Linked DNA regions of Macaca mulatta: region 1 is linked to region 2. The links are chromatin contacts, called in public Hi-C maps. All regions are on one chromosome and are shown on one strand. The core of a region is the stretch at or near the end of the contact, and the rest is flanking DNA. Distances in the headings are between cores, read along the strand shown.

Evidence for each region. A called contact is a pair of places that touch in the nucleus more often than the background predicts.
Region 1: a Hi-C map of blood shows a contact between it and region 2, with 2.9 times the contacts expected there. The contact joins the promoter of GGA1 here to the promoter of SH3BP1 in region 2. A contact is called at or near these places in 2 of 14 Hi-C or Micro-C datasets (blood and liver).

The regions. Positions count from the first base shown.
Region 1 is chr10:13,927,371-13,930,651 of T2T-MMU8v2.0, forward strand. GGA1 (golgi associated, gamma adaptin ear containing, ARF binding protein 1) reads right to left here and starts at 1,350. Exons shown (of 15, transcript XM_077949692.1): 1 at 934-1,350. The coding sequence starts at 976.
Region 2 is chr10:13,893,796-13,897,400 of T2T-MMU8v2.0, forward strand. SH3BP1 (SH3 domain binding protein 1) reads right to left here and starts at 1,592. Exons shown (of 18, transcript XM_015150292.3): 1 at 1,319-1,592; 2 at 20-62. The coding sequence starts at 1,377. LOC144331679 (a long non-coding RNA gene) reads left to right here and starts at 1,535. Exons shown (of 3, transcript XR_013399047.1): 1 at 1,535-1,745.

The sequences.
Region 1 (3,281 bases), core at 100-2,599, 33 kb after region 2:
TAGACAGTGGCCGGTGTGCCCGGGTCCAAGAGGCTTCCCTGAGGCCTTGGCAACGATGAGGCCCCAACAGCAGTTAAAGCCTTGGGAGACAGCCCTCACTAGACCAGGGAGAAGCCAGCCACGACTTTCAGGGGCAGAGTCCAGGAGCGGGGCTGTGACAGCGGGGGATCATCAGGGCTATGGGTTAAGGAGCTCAGGTGGAGGGGTCGGGGGCTAGGAAGCCTAAGCAATAGGAAGCTGTGTCTGAGGAGAAACAAGAAAAAAAGGGGTGTAGAGGCCTTTGAAGGAAGTTCAGCAAGAGCTGGGAAAGGCATCTTGGAGGCTGAGGGGCCAGGCTGAAGGTAGTGACAGGGAGCTTGGAGTTATTAATACTTCTGGAGTCTAAGACTCTTCCAAGCCTGTAGGGTGTGGGGGTTTCTCACTGTGTGGCCAGAGACTGGGACCTGCGGGAGGAATCAAAAGGGTCCTCCCTTCCAGGACGGGGTAATGAGCAAATGTGAGTAGTTGCGTGCTCCAGGAACGCCATGCAGGGCCAGAGAGTGGAGGATTCGGGGCCTGAGAACTGTAGGGTCCCTCCCTCCCGGGTGTGAGATGCAACCCCGGGGCACCGCTCGCGCGCTCCTTCCCCGGGCCGCTACTCCGCGAAGCAATGTGAGCCTGGGGGGTTGGGGCGCAGCTCACTCCCCCTCCCAGGGGTCGTGGCCCAGGGATCCGACAGGTGGGCGGCGCCCGCTCCAACCGCTGGACCGCGCAGAGGACCGGGTCCTCCATCACTCCAGGGTCTGAGGGGCCGACTGAGGACACCGCCCCTCCCGGGCCGGGGGCGGGGCGTGAGGAGGGGGCGCCCCGTACCCCGCCCCCACCGTGAAGGGGCCCGCCTCGTGCCCCCGGTTCCGGTTCCGGTTCCGGTCCGCGCCCCTCCCGGACACTCACTGATTCGCGCCTCCAGAGTCTCCGGCTCCATCGCGGGCTCCATCCGCCACCGGCCCCCAGCCTCGGCACCGCCCCCCCGCCCCCCCAGCTCTCGCGGGACCTCCTGGGCACCGCCCTCTGTCGATTAAAGGGGCAACGTCCGCACGGGCGCGCTTGGCACCATAGAGAGGCCAACGAGGTCGCCTAGAGCGTCACGTACTCGCCCAGCCCCTTCCCCAAGCGGTGTCTACGTCGCGGCTGGGACCAGCCGCCTGCCTTTCCGTTCCCGGCGCTCAGGCGGGAGGGGAAGCGGAGAGACTGGAGGGTAAGGGCAGCACCATGGAAACTCCAAGGGACGCTCTAACTCGTTCTGCGTCACGGAGATGTCTGTGACCGCCTCCGGAAGAATGCTCTGCAGGCATGTTGTTGAGGGGCTCTGAGGCCACTTCCGGAGCCCTGAGCGGGTACTTCCGCTCAGAGGCGAACGTGGGAAAGGCCCTTAAAAGGGCGATAAGGTACGTCGCTAGGTACCTTGGCTGCTGTGAAAATGACGAAAATAAATCAGTTTCTTGAGTGCTTACAGTATTCTGGGCATTGTCCTAAGCACTATTTGTAATTAATCCATTTACTCCTGACTCCTTGCAACAAACCCACCAGATAATTCGGAGGCTGCAGAAGTGGCAGAGGCTGAACCCTGTGCCGTCTCCTACATTCATCCAGTAAACGTTTAATGAGCTCTTTGCAAATGCAAAGCACAGGGCACGGGAGGAGATAGACAAGGCCAGATATTTATTACACAGTGTGATAGGGGAAGCCCACGGGGTAGTGGGAACAAAGGAGGGGGCTCCTCCCCCAAACTGGGGTGGGGTGGGTGGGAGTGTTGTCAGGGGAGGGGTCGTGTCAGGGGAGGTTTCAAGAGAAAGTGATACTGTATTTGGCTGAAAGTCGGATTTCTCCACGTAGAGCTGGTGCGAAAAGATATTCAGGGAGAAAAAGTAAGATGAAGGCCGAGGCGGGCGGATCACGAGGTCAGGAGATCGAAACCAACCTGGCTAACACAGTGAAACCCCGTCTCTACTAAAAAAAAAAAAAAAAATTAGCCGGGCGTGCCTGTATTTCTAGCTACTTAGAAGGCTGAGGCAGGAGAATCGCTTGAACCCGGGAGGTGAAAGTTGCAGTGAGCCGAGATTGCGTCACTGCACTCAGACTGGGCGACAGAGCAAGACTCCGTCCCCACCCCCGGCTCCCCAAAAAGTAGAATAAGTCCAGGGAATTGGAAGTATTTCAATACGGCTCCCAGATATCTGCAAATAGATATCTATTTGCAGGAGATATCTTGGAATTAGGCTGGGGCAAGATCACCTAGGTCCCATGTTTTGCTGCCTTTTTTTTTTTTTTCCACTGTGAGCAACGTTGGAGGTGTCGTTAGTTTTACGGATGGTAGCAAAGTCAGGCTTTTGTTTTAGAAAGGTCCAGCAGTGGGAAGAAGATAGCAGTGGGGGCCAGACCAGAATCGAGGAGGACAGTACGAACAGACTTCCTAAGCTCGGCGCCTTTTCTCCTGTATCTCCCTCCATCAAACACCTCCTTCACCTTGTGTCGTCACGACCTGGCGGCTCCTGGTCCCCGACTCACCTGGGTCCATCACACTCTGTCGCCCCCTCCTGGCCGGCTGGGAAACCGGCCCGTGGCGACGTCTCCAGCGGTCCTGTGCCTGGGAGGGTTAAAGCTCAACTAAGACTAGGGAATCTGGCGAATCCGGTTCTGCCTTGGCGACTGACCTCGATTCACCTTGCAGAAACGCAGTAACCTCATCCAGGAGATGAGGGGGTTGTGCTGGGTCAGTTTTTCCCCTAAACTCAACCATTCAGCAACTGGGATGCTTTTCTAAATTCTCTCCCGCAGGCCATTGAGATTATACAGGGAAGTGATACGTATGTTTATTGCATTCCTCGATAAAAGCTGTAACGTAGTGTATACTTATAGCTTTTTGTGTCCTTTATTGCTGAAATGAATTTTATATGTATATATATTTGTTTTATTTTGTTTTTGAGACGGAGTTTCACTCTGTCTCCCAGGCTGGAGTGCAGTGATGCGATCTCGGCTCACCACAACCTCTGCCTCCCGGGTTCAAGTGATTTTCCTCCCTTACTCTCCCAAGTAGCTGGGATTACAGGTGCCTGCCACCATGCCCAGCTAATTTTTTCGTATTTTTGGTAGCGACGGGGTTTCACCATGTTGGCCAAGCTGGTCTCGAACTCTGGACCTCAGGTAATCCACCCGCCTCAGCCTCCCGAAGTGCTAAGTTTTACAGGCATAAACCACTGCGCCCAGCCTATTATATTTATTTTTGGGACAGAGTCTTACTC
Region 2 (3,605 bases), core at 342-2,841:
GCCCGGCCCAGGCACGTACCTGCAGCAGGTCCTCACCCAGGAACTCAGCGGTCTCCGGGGTGCTGCGGGGGGAGAGCGCTTCTGCTGAGCCTGCCTGGGTTAGAACGCCCCCTACTCCCCCTCCCCGCAGCAGGGCACCTGGACCCCAGTGCCTCCACTGTCCCTCCCAGGTGCGGCCCGCCCTGGGTGGCCCAGTTGCCTCATCCCAGTCAGAGCACATTCCATGGGGGTGGGAATAGGATACGTGGGTTTTTCCTCCTCCACCCAGGGCTGTGTCCTGAAAGAGGGCGGACAGATGAAACTGAAGGGGAGGCTGGGAGACCCACCCAGGGCCTAGCTTTGGGACACAGAAGCCTCTCTTCTGCCCACTCCCAAATCCTCGGCCCACCCCAGGATGAGGAGTATTAGCTGGCTCCAAGAACGGGAAGTGCGGGAGCTCAGAGTCCTAGGCTCAGTCACACAGCATTCTGGACTACAGCTGTGGGCAGGGGTGCACAAGCCCCGGGACCCCACCTGGGGACACATGGGGGATGCCGAGGCCCATGGCAAGGTGGCCTAACTGCCCAGGCTACGTAGGCATCTGTGCCAGTGGGAGACTAGAACTAGGTCTCTGGACACCCGGTCCCCTCCCCGGACCCAGAGAATGGGGAACTCCTGAGGCAGGGGAAGAGGAGCAGAGAAGACAGGCCCTCAGAGGCTCCCCAAACTTCCGGCCTCCGTGCTACCGGCTCAGAGGCTGGGGGTGGGAGCTGGGAGACCTGGGGATGTTTCCACCTGAGTCTGGGAAAAGCAGAAACAAGACAGAGAAGCAGGAGGCCCCTGAGGTGGGGGGAGGGGTAAGGGAACGGACGCTGCAGGCCAGGGGCAGGCCCCTCCTCCCGCCAGGCCAGGACCCGTCTCCTCCCCTCGCCCCAGGTCTGCGGCCCTAAATGGACCCTCCTCCCTCCCCAGCCCAGCAAGCAGAGGTGGTGAACTGCCCCATTGTCCAGAGGGAACAAGTGAGGTCAGGAGGACCATCCACTTAGAGACTCGTGGAGGCAGAGAAATCTGTGTCCTAGGGCAGAGAGCATTCTCCCGCCTGAAGCCCCCTCCAATCCAGTAAGGGGGGGCATCCTTTCCCGCAAAGGCCACCCCTGCTCCTCCAGCTCTGCCCGAGAGACGGGGGCGGCGTTCAGAAGGGAGGAAGAGAGGGTCTGGCCGCTCAGAGAGTGGCTGCCCAGCTGTCCCCAGTCTCCCCCATCCCCGTCTCCCCCCACCCTTTTACGACCCCTCAGGTCCTGCCGGGGTAAGAGTGGGGCTGGAAGGGGGTGACACTCACCGTCCCAAGCTGCCCGTCTGGGCCAGCTGCCGCATGCGGTGCAACTGCCTCTTCATCATCTTGGGGGCGGGCTGGGGGCTGCGGGGTCACGGCGGGGGTCGCGGGCCCGGGCAGCCCCCGGCCCAGCCTGCCTCTCCTGCGGCGCGGCTCTCGCCCCGGATGGGTGGGCGGCGCTCTCGCTTCCTGGGCCGCCGCGCGGCTCTCGCTGGCGGCCGGCTCTCTCCTCCCCCGCTCACGACTCCGCCCCCGGCCCCCAGGTCACTCCTCTCTCCAAGTTGGTTTCCTCGCCCTCCCCCGGCTTCCGGGCCCCCCGGCGACCCCCAGCCGGGCCCCCGCTGCTGTGAGTCCGCCGGCCGCGGCCGTCCACAGGTTGTGCCCCGCTCCTCCTCCCCGCAGCGCCCCGCCCAGCCCTGGTGGCGGGAAGCAGGTAAGCCCGTTCCTGCCCCCGCGCCCGCAGCCCGCCCCAGATGGGGTGCCTGCCCCACCCGCAGCCGGCAGGCCCAGGGTATAAATAACCTTTGCATCCCTCGCAAAGGGGAAAGAGGGTGCCAAGCGAAGGAGGGATGGGCCTTTCTGACCTGTCCTGGCCCCTCTGGACTTGCAGGGATACTGCCCTGCACTCCCTCCCGCAGAGGACCTCTGGCCCCCTGGAACTAAACCCCCTACCACTCGATGACTGGCTGGAAGCTTTGGCTTCCTGGGGCCAAGGGCTGCTGTGTGGCCGTGGACAAGTCCCTGGAACTCCAGACTCGCTTGTCTCTAATGGTCTAATGGGCCAGCTGTCCTGGGCCTGCCCATCCCGCAGAGTGGACAAGGCACCCCTGCCTGCTCCTTTAAGGGAGGTGTGTGCCATCCCCCCAGCCACCAGGAACCCTCCCAGAGCAGTTCCCGACACCCTGTTCTCCACATCTCCCGGCAGTTTGCTCCATCTGTGAAGCTCATCTCCTCTCATTCCTCCTGGCAAATGGCCTCAGTCCCTCTTCCTTCTTGTAGGGCAATGATGTGGGTGCTGCTCTGACGGCCCCCAAACTCAGTAGTTCTCTTTGGCCCTCCCCTCAACACAGAGTGAGGCATACAGTAGTTGCTCCATAACTGCTGGTTATACAAAATGTGAGAGCCTTTGGGAGACAGTAGGCTCTCCTTACCCTGCACTGCTGTGGCATCAGGAGCCGCAGGGGTGGGGAGGAGGGGAGGGTGTGCCGCAGAGTCCTGCCACACCCTCTGCACTTTGCTTTGTTAGTTTCAGTTTAGTTTGAGACTAGAGCCACTACTGTGTGCCGGTGCAGACTGGGCGTCTCTCAGAGGCAGGACCTTGGCCCCACACATCTCCATTCTCCTAGTGCCCAGCACTGGGCTTGGCACACTCACTGGCTGCTTCTCTCTTCCCTAATGAGGCAGGCCTCATTGGGGTGGGAGGAGCTGAGAAGGGAACCCAACAGCTGCCTGCTATGGCCAGAGCCTCCCAGACGGGAGCCCACCTGAGTGTGGAATCCTGGTAGGAAGTTGGGAGGCTCCAAGATCAAAGCTCAGGCCAGGATGAGATGTCAGGCAAGGTTCCTTCCCCCATCTCCCTTTTCCCAACAGGAAGACTGCTGGCCAGTGACTATGGGTGGCATGGCAAGGGAACCTCAGGTGCCATCCTTCCTGTCTCTCGGGAAGTCTCTGGACTATGTGGTGCCCCCACTCTGTTCCAGCCAAGCCTCCAGCCCAGACCACACTGGGCCTGGGCTTGTCTGGTTCTCTAGCTGGCCGAAGGTCCTTGAAGGCAAGGTTTGGCTTATACTTCTGTCCCTCCTAGATGTGCCCAGTCCTGAGCCCCAGCTCTGGCCTGGGGAGGGGTCAGTACATGTGGGTTGTAGCAGCAGCTGTGGTGGAAACTACCCGAGCCATATTATCAGGCTAACTGAGCTCTTGCCCCGCACCCCTGCCCTGGTCTCCAGACTCCCCTCCAGCCAGACCCAAGTGTTCTGGGCAGGAAAGGTGCCCTGGGCCTTTGAGTTGGATTCGCGTGGGACGGCTGTGCCTCCTAGCTGGGTGATGGGTAGATTTTAGGCCCTCCCTTGTCACACTTGGATGTTGAATCATAGAAGGATGGACTCCCCAAAGGTTGGGTTAGAGTTACAGGCTGTTCCTTAGAAGGATGTTGTAATCAGAGACTTACGGACTCAGAAGTTTTGATCAGTGGGTGTTGGGATCATGGCCTTTCTAAACTGCGGACACAGAAGGGGGACCTCAGAGATCCCCAGCCAACCCCTCATGGGGCCCTTCCCCAATCCAGGGGCCTGTT